Regions from separate parts of the Sus scrofa genome. Here region 2 is linked to region 1. Evidence: chromatin contacts called from public Hi-C data. All regions are on one chromosome and are shown on one strand. The core of a region is the stretch at or near the end of the contact, and the rest is flanking DNA. Distances in the headings are between cores, read along the strand shown. Region 1 has its middle 13 kb from the start of MIR9-1. Region 2 has its middle 6.5 kb from the start of MEX3A.

The links. A called contact is a pair of places that touch in the nucleus more often than the background predicts.
Region 2: a contact with region 1 is called in a Hi-C map of retroperitoneal adipose tissue, with 2.9 times the contacts expected there. A contact is called at or near these places in 20 of 47 Hi-C or Micro-C datasets (alveolar macrophages, embryonic fibroblasts, fetal heart ventricle and 12 more) and 1 of 2 datasets of targeted methods (alveolar macrophages).

Annotation. Positions count from the first base shown.
Region 1 is chr4:93,644,062-93,649,934 of Sscrofa11.1, forward strand. No RefSeq gene overlaps it. Among named protein-coding and RNA genes, the nearest start is that of MIR9-1, 13 kb to the right of the region's middle.
Region 2 is chr4:93,940,703-93,946,011 of Sscrofa11.1, forward strand. No RefSeq gene overlaps it. Among named protein-coding and RNA genes, the nearest start is that of MEX3A, 6.5 kb to the right of the region's middle.

The DNA of each region.
Region 1 (5,873 bases), core at 175-2,674:
TCTGGGAGTGAAATGGCCACTGAGTCCAGGATACTGAAATCAGCTGGGGCTTATGGGTCAGCTCTGAACTCAGCCAGCTTTTTGGTGGTTGGGATCTCGGAATCGGCTCTGCACCTTGATCGAAGGACTTCAGCTTGCTGGGTCTGTCTCTTAGGCACCTTCTCCCTGCCCTAAGATGTTAGAGCTTCCCTAGTGCCTCACAGTCTCTATGTCTCCTTTCTTTGCTTCTGAGAGCCACAGACAGTTCTGCAGGGTTTACATGTTTCTAACTCTCTAGAGCCTATTGCAGGCTACTGAGTTGTGGCCTTTCCATCTGCTACTGGAAACCCATGGTCTAAATGCAGAATTTGGCAGCTTTGGCAAAAGTGCTTGAGGGAAAGAGGTGTCAGGGCCTCTGGCCAAACTCCTTGAGCTGCCTGCTGCCCTTCCACCACCTTTTCTCTCTCTCTTTTCCATTATGTATCTCTCTGTTTCCTTCTCTCCAGCATCTCTTCCTCTCTTATCCACCCCTATCTTGGCCTCCTCTTTTCTTCTCTGTCTCTCACATCGTCCTTCTCCTCCACTTGCCAGGCTCCCCTTACCCTTACATCCTAGCTTCTCCCGGTTATTAATTACTCAGCCCCCAGTCCCCGCACCACAGTCAGGACTTCCCGCCTGGGGCTGGAGCCCTGAGCCGCTGCAGGGAGCGGCGCGGCCGCAGATCCCCAGTCCCCCACTCTCACCCAGCTAGGGTTTTCCCGACGACGCTCTGCTGAGCACCGCGAGGGTCTACAAGGGCCTTCGGCCAAGAATACGAACCTTAGGGACAACTGACCCTGCCAGGCGGGGGATCTGAGGATCATTTTTTGTTTTATTTTCCCCGGCGATGGGTTCAGCAGCAGAGGTGAGGGGCAGCGGAGGTATGGGGTCCTCAGTGCCGCCGCTGTTGGACTTGGGGAGTGGGGACTAACAGACCCTCCAGCGGAGTTTTTCGCCCGACCCGGGTCCCAGGAGCTGGCGGGGAGCAGAGGAGGCCCCGCGGGCTGGGCTTCGGCCCGGCCGCAGCTGCCGGGATCCCCGAAGCTCTCAAACGCCGCGTCGCCCCGTCTAGGCCCCCTTTCGCCTCGGGCGCCTTGGAGCCTTTTCTTTTCCATTTTGTTTCCTTGCCTTTTCCGTAATTTAGTTTAACATTTTAAATGCCTTTGGTGTGTTTCCTTTTTATTTCATTTAGTGTTATTTTATCGCTTTTGTTTTAACGTTTTATTTCTTTTCAAGTGGGTTTTGTTTTTCCTTTTTCTCTGTTTCCGATTCTCTATTTTCTTCTGCTCACTTCTCGCCTCCCTCGGCTCTTCTCGTGCTTTCATTTCCTCTCCTGGGCGCCCGCGGCAGTGCGACCCCAGCGTCCGGCGGCTTCCGTGGTCGTCCCGCCTTGGGGAGGAAGCGAGGGTGCTCCCACGCCTTGCCCTTCCCACCCGGAGCCCCCTTGGCGCCGTCCGGCGAGCCCGAGCCCCGCATCGCTGCGGAGCCTGGACTTTGTCGGAAGCGGGAGCCGAAGCCGCTGCTGCCCGCGAAAGCGGCGGTAAGAGGCAGGGGCGCCGGCGGGGGCTGCACGGGCGTGCTCCGGCCTGGCTTTGACCGGGCCCAGGGACAGAGGCACAGACCCGCAGTTCACGCGTAGAGGCCACAGATCCACACACACTGGGATTCGGGGGCCCGCAGACCAACGTCCACGAACTACACAGACACGGAGCCTCACAGCCGACTCAAGGGCGCGCGCGTTCACAGCACTCACCTACAAACACAGCGAGATCAACAAATGTCACACTTACAGCCCCAAACCACACACACACACACACACACACACACACACACACACACACACAAAGCGCGGAGATGCGGGAAGACACACATACTGCAGCTCCGAGGGATTTCAATGCTAACTCAAAGCAATGGTGACCCTGGGGAGAGCATAGGCTGTGGGAAAGGAACCTGCCTGGTCTCATCAGCAGGCACAGCAGTAGCCGTGTCCACAGCCACCCAGTGTTCAGTGCCTCTGCCTAGATTCAGGTTGTGGGGCTCCAGAGGTGAGGAATATTGCCTGCTTGTTTAGCTGAGAGATCCAGCCCCAACCCAAGAGCCTGAGCCCCAGAAATGAGCATCAGACCTAAAGAACCCTCTGTGAAGCAGACAGAAGCGGGCACTGCACCAAGAAAATGGCACCATGTTAGAGTATAAAGCAGGCATGGGATATGTGTGCCAGTATGTATTCTGTGCCACATGTATCACACACAGTGCCAGTGTTTGGCCAGGTGCCCACATGGAGACCATTATTTTTGTGAAAATGAGCAGAGGAGATGTATATGGTTCTAAGAATAAAAGTAACATATGTATACAAATATAGGTACCAATACACACTTAAGGAGATGTCAAGTAGAAAATCTCACCAGCTCATAGGTTTTGTTATCAAGCTGGCGTGCTAGCCTGAGCCTCTGTGGCAAGGTCTGTCTCCTTTCCAGGGCAGCCGCGATTGTTTGGTGCCATGGGAACTCTATGGGGAAAGACTGGTTTGTGGGAGAAACAGGCGTATCTGATATATTATCAAGCCATAAAAAGGGGAGTTTTGGCAGCTTTAGCAGGGGGGTGGGGGGAAATTTTGGGGTAAAAGACTATCTGAATTGCACCGCAGAAGTCCTAGTTTTGGAAGATGCCCTGGGCCATAGCAGCACCAGTGGTGGCCAGACATGCTGGATGATAGTGGAGCCTGACTGCAGGCAGGTGTCGGTACATATAGACGGTGCCAGGTAAAAACATAAACGTGTTCATGCCATACGCAAACCCACTCCATGCACAGACAGCTCCTGACAACCCCACAGGGCAATGTGTGGTTTACAGATGTCCAATTGGATTGCTAGGGAGATTAATTTTGTAGGAGAGAAGATAAGATATTTATGTGCACACACAGAGCTCCATAGGTTTGGAGTTCAGTGACATTACAGGAAATCCACAGCAGCAGGAAAGTGCCTAGCTCAAAATAGAAACACCAAGAGGGCGAATCCCCATCGAGGAATGCCAGGCTGCATGGAGATGGGTGTCTAAGGGGCGGCCCAGGGAGGGTTCGATCCATTGTCCGATAGACTCCAGATGCACGCAGAGGGATGTGCTTGATGAAGCTGCACATCTGCGCACCATTTCTGAGCTGAGCCTAGGGAAGAAACAGGCAGAACTGAGGGCCCCATCCCAGGTCTCTAACGTGAGCTAGTGAATGGAAAGCATGGTCTTTGGGGCTGGCTGGCTCTCAGTGCCTGGGGCTGCCCTGTCTTTGGCTGGGTTTCTGGTGCCTCTTAGAGCCTTTCATTTTCACTCTCGAAGGTCTCTGTCTCTGGGTCATCTCTGCCTCTCTCTCAGTTTCCCCCTCTGCTCCGTTTGTCTTTCTCTCACTGCCTCTTCAGCTCTTTTACTATCCTGTGTTATAAGGCCACAGAGAAACACAGCCAGATCCAAGAGCAGGTATAAATACACATACATAGCATATTGTAATGCAGAGGTCATTGGTGATAAAGCCTACTCATTCTGCTGGTTTATATATACTTATGTGACAACACATTTTCATTTTTGTGTAAAAATCTAAGTGCAGCTTTGAAATTTTATTTCCTTTCAGTCTTTTGGCTGCTGTCTCTGTGTGTCTGTCTCTGTTTCTCAAGGATCCTTCCTCTTCATCCTCCTGCCACTCAGGAGCAGGCATTTTGGGCCTCGGACACTGCCACAATTTTGGTAATCCCCTCTCTCCCATATTACCTTCTTTGAAGTTTACCTCAAAAGGGCAAAGGTTTTTTTTGTTTTTGTTTTTGTTTTTGTTTTTGTTTGAAACAGAGACAGCCATACTGCCATATTGCTGGTGGTACCTGGAGAGAGACATTTGAAACAGAATGGAGATACAAGAATATCAAGGCACGTGAAAAGGGCTTTGGAGCCAAACAGAGATACTCCATTAATTCACCTGGGGATTGGAGGCTTCTGAGTGTGAGGGAGGGAAGAATATATAATATGAGGCTCCGAAATCCCATGTAATATGACGCCCATGGCTGCCATGTGCCAGCCGAATCCCACGCAGCCAGGTAAAGCAAGAGGTACCCAACTCAGTAGGGCAAGTCCTGGGAACAATATGACGGAAAAGCAATGAAAACTATCAAGGTCCCACTTCCCAACTGTGGATATGGTATAAATAATGTCTGAGTAAAAGAAGGATAGAATATAAAAAGGGAGGAAGTGGTGTGACTGACTCCCAAGAGACCCAAGCATGAGATCTAGCTGGAGAGGCGACCGAATGGGATGCACAACCCTGGTGGGAGAAAGAAAGCTGGAGAGTGGGACTTCCTACCTGAATTTGTGCTTATCATGTAATGGTTGGAATACATGCTGCACCAAAAGCCTCTGCTTGGGTCCCTTGACCATTTACTAGGTGGTAGAAAGAGGGCAAAGGACTTGGTAGTATGGGTTGGGCTCTGGAGCCAGCAGAGGACAGGGAAGGTCTGGGCCCTGGGGCTGCCCCAAGCCCAAGCCTAAGTGAACCTGGAAAGCCCATCCCTCCCGCCTCCAGATCCTTGTTTGCTCTCCAGATCTGGATTCTTCGTGTCTGTGTCTCTTTCTGTATGAGTTTACGACTTGGTTTCTGGCTTCTCCACTCCTTTGAACTGTGGATCTGGCTCTCTCCGTCTCTGTCATTGCTTCTCAGCTCTTTTAGCTTCATCTGTCTCTGTTCTCAGGTCTCTGTCTCTCCATACCCCCTCCCTTTGTTAATTCAAAAGGTTCTCACTGAGCCCCTCTCTAGGCTTCCCAGAATAACATTGAGTAAAATGAGATAAAACCCGCCTATAGTTTTTTTTCTTGTCCTGCTCCCCTCAGCCCCCTCCTCCAGGGCTACAACCCCCTCTTATAATGTCAGATAATTGCTGGTGTGCAGCTCTGAGAAGCCAGAGCTGATACCAGGGAAGGAAGCGCGGAGGGGGGGGAGGAATAAATAATAATCTGCTTCCATTCAGTGTATATAGGTTACCTTATTTGCATATATGCTAATATTGCTATAATTACCCTGCTGTTCTGGCCTATGATCATGTTCTATAAATACATAGGATAGCAGAGTTAGGCCTAGCAACACTGCCCTGAAAATTATGGAGTATACATATGTATCTGTGTGCCTTTCTGTGTACTCTAAATCCATGAGCCTCCTTTGATCTAACACACTCCCTTACAGATCCTAGCTCTTCTGGCTTCCAGCTACCACTCCTATGTTTTGAGGTCTCTCCAAGGGAGGAGGAAAGGAGATGCCTCAGTGAGAAAATACTCTAGGTGCTATTTAATTCTTAGAATTAATATCTTTATGAATAAATTATTACTATTTTTTAGAGAAAGCAAAGATTTCCCCAAATTGTTGTATTAGTTATCATCACTTGAATGCCCCTACCTCCCCCGGACCCAGGCTTTGGGGTACAGGTTGGGGAATAGGAAAAGGATGCCTCCATATCCTCGGCCCTGATGAAATATTTAAGGAGGTGCTGCCAGTGGGAGAGGAAGTGGAGTCCCCTTCCCCAAATCTGCCCCCACACCTTACTCTCCTAGCACACCCCACTCTCAGGAAACCAGCGGGGGTGGGGGGGGAATTCTCAAGGAGTTGTGCGGGTTTTTGGGTACTAGTGGCAGAAGTGGGGAGGAAGCTTGGAGGAACATAAAAGATGCAATCCACAGCTGTCTGCTTTTAATTATAATTATCCCCTTTTGCTTCCTTTCTGGCTAATGAGGGGGGGGATTACATTTTTTTCTCCCTTTTCTCCCCCTCCCTCCTTTCTCTGGAATTGAGGGGTGGAGTGAGTTCAGGGTCCTCCTCCCCTTCCTCCCCA
Region 2 (5,309 bases), core at 1,474-3,973, 300 kb after region 1:
CCGGCCTACGCCAGAGCCACAGCAACTCGGGATCCGAGCCTGTCTGCAATCTACACCACAGATCATGGCAATGCCGGATCCTTAACCCACTGAGCAAGGCCAGGGATCGAACCCGCCACCTCATGGTTCCTAGTCGGATTTGTTAACCACTGTGCCACGACGGGAACTCCTGCAGTCAGATTCTTAACCCACCATGCCATAGCTGGAACTCCAGATGTGTTTTTTCTCTTAATGATCTCTGGCCACCATGAGGGGAATGGGTTAGAGGGGGCAGGGGAGACCAGTGGAGGAGGGAGCGCAGTTAGAAGCTACAGACAGGTGGGAGAGGATGATGGTGTAGATCGGGAAGGTAGCAGTGGAGGTGGAAAGTTGATGGATTCGGGAAATGTTCTGAGGTGTAGTGAGCAAATAGGCTGATAGACTAGAGGGGAGGAAGTTAGGGAAAAGACAGGAATCAAAGATGGCTCAAGAATTCCCTGTGGCTCAGCAGGTTATATACTTGACTAGCATCCATGAGGATGCAGGTTCGATCCCTGCTCTAACTCAGTGGGTTAAGGATCTGGCATTGCCATGAGCTGTGGTGTAGGTCGCAGATGCAGCTCGGATCTAGAGTTGCTGTGGCTGTAGCTCCAATTCAACCCCTAGCCTGGGAACCTCCATATACTGTGGGTGTGGCCTTAAAAGACAAAAAAAAAAAAAAAAAAAAAGAAGAAGAAGAAGAAGAAGAAAAAGGAGAAGGAGGAGAAGAAGAAGAGGAAGAAGGAGGAGGCTCCAGATTTCTGACCTGAGCAACAGGATGGAGGGTGATGTCATTTACCGGAAGTGGGGATGGGGGGAATGGGTTTGGACTGTTGTGGCAGAGCCAGGACTAAAACCTCAGGACTCCTAGTTCCAAGCCAGCACCTGTTTTCCTTGCAGGAACTGCTTGCAGAAGGCAGGGAGAATGTGGGACAGAGGACAGGGAACATGGGGATAGAGAAGGGCAGAGCAAAGAGAACAAAATAATAGTAACAATAGCTCACACGATACCAGGCACTTGCTTTATATCTGCCCAGTTAAAACCATACAACAATACTGGTCTTTCTCATTTAACCATCTCACACATTTCCACCCCCATATCCTGCTTTGGTTTTTTTGGGGGGGATGGAGGGAGGCTTTTTGGGCCACGTCTGTGACTTACAAAAGTTTCCGGGCCAGGAGTTCCTGCCATGGCTCCGTGGTTAACGAATCTGACTAGGAACCATGAGGTTGTGGGTTCGATCCCTGGCCTTGCTCAGTGGGTTAAGGATCCGGCATTGCCATGATCTGTGGTGTAGGACACAGACGAAGCTCAGATCCCGCATTGCTGTGGCTGTGGTGTAGGCCGGCAGCTACAGCTCCAATTGGACCCCTAGCCTGGGATCCTCCATATGCCACGGAAGCGGCACTAGAAAAGGCAAAAAGACGAAGAAAAAAAAAAAAAAAAGAAGTTTCCAGGCCAGGGATGGAACCTGCGCCACAGCAGTGACCTGAGCCCCACCACAGCAGTAACAATGCCAGATCTTTAACCCACAGAACCACCAGGGAACTCCCTGCTTTTTCTTCACAGCAATTACCAATACCAGAAATTACATAATCTGCTTGTTTACTTCTGCCTCTTCTCCTCCACAGAAGATCCGCTCCACGAGCGTAAGGACTTTGTCTTGTTCAGTGATGTATCTCCAGTGCTTAAAACAGTGCCTGACATAGCCAGTGTTCAATATATATTTACTGGATGAAAACTCTTACCTCCTAATTAAGTAGGTTTTATTATTATTCCCCTTCAGACCCAGGTCGGTTGTATTCAAACGCCTGTTTGGTTAGCCTGTCCCCTGAACAGTGTCTGCCAGGGACTCAGGAGGGCAACTGGACATGAACCAGTCTTAATCAGTTGGAAGGGGCTCAGGATGACCTGGGGGAGCTGGTCAGATCATGGGGATATGCAGGTCACAACCCCTGGGGTTTTTGTCATGAGTCAGGAATAGACTGGTAGCTGAGGGGTTTTGGATGCCCCACCAGAAGAGGGCAAGGTGGAAGCTTGAGATGACACCTGAGGAGGCAGGACTGGGCGTGGAGACTTAGCTGGGCAAAGAGGAAACCTCTGGGCCCTAGTGTCCAAGCCAACACCAGAGCCGCTCCCAGCAGCTGGCCTGCAGCGCCACCTCGTGGCCAGAGTTCAAAGAGGCTCTTCCACCTGTCCTCCGCTTCTCAGGGTGCAGGCAAGCTGGCCACCTGCCCAACCAACAAGGCTCCTGGGCACCTCCGGCATCAATCTCCAGTCTCCCCTCCAGTCCTTTCCCCTTGAATGAACCTCACTCATCCTTCAGGGACTCCAGATCCACCTCATCTAGGATGCCTCTCCTGGTCTGGCTTCTCAAATCACTCTCTCCTTGGTCTCCAGACACTCACTGGGTGTCATTGTTTACCTCTGGGGTCCTAGTCTCGGGAGTCAGACAGATCTGGTTTTGAACACGGAGTGTCCATTTACCACCTGTGTAACCAGAGAGAGTTACTTAACCTCTCTGAGCCATAGGTCCCTGTTAAGCAGAGATGGCAATTCCAGGCCCCTTCCAGAGTTTCGAAGAGGATTAAATGGGATCAAGTCTGTAAATGCCAAGAAGAGAGCCTGGCAATAACGAAACTCAGGAAATAGCAAGTCACTTCCCGCCCTTCTCTCTCTAACTTCCTCTTCCCTTTCCTGAAAAAAAGAAGCATAATGGGACAGAAGGCACAAGAGAGTCACAGGACCTGGGTTCTCTGGGCCTCAATCTTCCTCTCTGTAAAACAAAGCCATTAGATAACTGATTAATCTCTTCCTTTATTTATTTATTTATTTGTCTTTTTCTAGGGCTGCATTCATGGCATATGGAGGTTCCCAGGCTAGGGGGTCTAATCAGAGCTATAGCTGCCAGCCTACACCACAACCACAGCAACACCCGATCTGAGCCGCGTCTGTGACCTACACCACAGCTCACAGCAACACCAGATCCTTACCCTACTGAGCAAGGCCAGGGATTGAACTCGCAACCTCATGGATCCTAGTCAGATTCGTTAACCACTGAGCCATGGCAGGAACTCCTAATCTGTTCCTTTATTCATTCAATTTCTAGTCCACCTATGCTATTCTTTCTTTTTTGTTTGTTTGTTTGTTTTTTTTTGTTTGTTTTTTTAGGGCTGTACCCATGGCATATAGAGGTTCCCAGGCTAGGGGCTGAATCAAAGCTACAGATGCCAGCCTACACCACAGACACAGAAATACCAGATCTAAGATGTGTCTGCAACCCGCACTGCAGCCTGCAGCAATGCTGGATCCTTAACCCACTGAGCAAAGCCAGGGATCAAATCCACACCCTCATGGATACCGGTCGGATTCTTAACCTGCTGAGCTACAAGGGGAACTCCACCACCTACCACCTATGATAGTCTGTACAATGAGTATGTCTTTTATATCCATGAATTCACCTGTGCCAGAGACTGTGTCTTATGCTTCCATATTCACAGTTAGCATCTAGCACTGTGCCTGACACAGAGAGGGCGCTGGAAAAATCCCTCCCTCACAACCTCCAAGGGCATGTTTCTGGCCTCGGCCTCCCCCTCCCTGCCCCAAGAGAACACCCAGCTCTGCCTGGTACCAGGTGCCCCCCCACCCCTTGCCTCAGCCCGAAACCAGAGCTGGCGCCACTGGGTGAGGAATCTGGGGACCAACTGTCATAGCTCCGGTATCACCCGCCTCCTGGATGCCTGATCCAGCCCCAAATCCCAGAGGGGCCCTGTCAGCCAGCTGTCCTGGGGGACCCCGGTCTGTCCCAGCCCCTCTGAGCGGCTCTCCCTGGAGAAATCAGAGAGTACAGGGGACCTGGTAGGGGGAGTGCTGGAGTGGCCCCAGGGGAGGAGCAGAGAAGTGTTTGTCTGTCCAGGTCTAAACCTCAGGCTGGGCTTCCAAGCCCTTGGAGATGGAGTCTACAAGAACGGAAGGATCCAGAGTGATCTCCTCTCTCCTCCAATCTCTGTAGCCCTCCGAGTCCCAAAGACTCTGCCTTGTCCTCACTTTTTTTTTTTTTTGTCTTTTTGCTATTTCTTTGGGCCGCTTCCATGGCATATGGAGGTTCCCAGGCTAAGGGTCTAATCGGAGCTGTAGCCACCGGCCTATGCCAGAGCCACAGCAACGCAGGATCCGAGCCGCGTCTGCAACCTACACCACAGCTCACGGCAACGCCAGATCGTTAACCCACTGAGCAAGAGCAGGGACCGAACCCGCAACCTCATGGTTCCTAGTCGGATTCGTTAACCACTGCGCCATGACAGGAACTCCTGTCCTCACATTTAATCCTGTTTGGCTATGTTCTCTGTGTCACGGAGGCTAGTTTCTGTGTCTTGCTGAGGCTGGTGATCAGGTCTGATCTTTCTTCTGCGTGTCCTGCAGAGTTTTACCCAGTACATTCTCATTGACTGAAATTCGTGAGTTGAGTGTGTTCCAGCAACAGAGAGAAAACTAGCTGCACCCTCAGCAGGAAGGATGGTCTTTAGATAACAAGCTGGACTTCCCATAAGGGAGGGGTATTAAGAAAAGGAGGAGTTCCTGTCACAGCTCAGCGGAAATTAGCATCTATGAGGACGAAGGTTCGATCCCTGGCCTTGCTCAGTGGGTTAAGGATCTGGTGCTGCCGTGAGCTGGGGTGTAAATTGCAGACACAGCTCAGATCTGGCATTGCTGTGTGCTGTGGCTGCAGCTGCAGCTACAGCTCCGATTTAACCCCTAGCCTAAGAATCTCCATATGCTAAGGGTACAGCCCTAAAAAGACAAAAAGAAAAAGAAAGAAAAGAAAAGAAAAGAAAAGGAAGATCCCCTAAAGCATAGAAGAGGACGTTCAGCTGACAAGGACAGATGGAGAAGACATCCTGAGAGCAGGAGGGAGATGCATGAGATAACTCCCCTAAGGGCCAGCAGGCTTGGTGCGGCAAACTCAGGGATAGTTGCCTGTATCTGCCTCCCTCCCTAGGGGCTCTAAGGATAGAGCAGGGCAGGGGCTCCCATCCCTTGGCACCTGGTACCTAGAGAGTAATGCCCAGGTTTGCTGAAAGGACACAGCTCCAAACACAGATAAGCACAGTCTGGATCACCCATGCCACTCCTGTCCTCCAGCCTCCACTCTCAACTGGGTCACCTTTTCTGCTTGGCAGCCAGACCTGTGGGCACATACAGATACACTTGCACATACAGCCAACACAACAACTCCACCAGGTCCTTTGTTCCTCAGGCCTGAAGCTCTGTGTGTGTGTGTGTGTGTGTG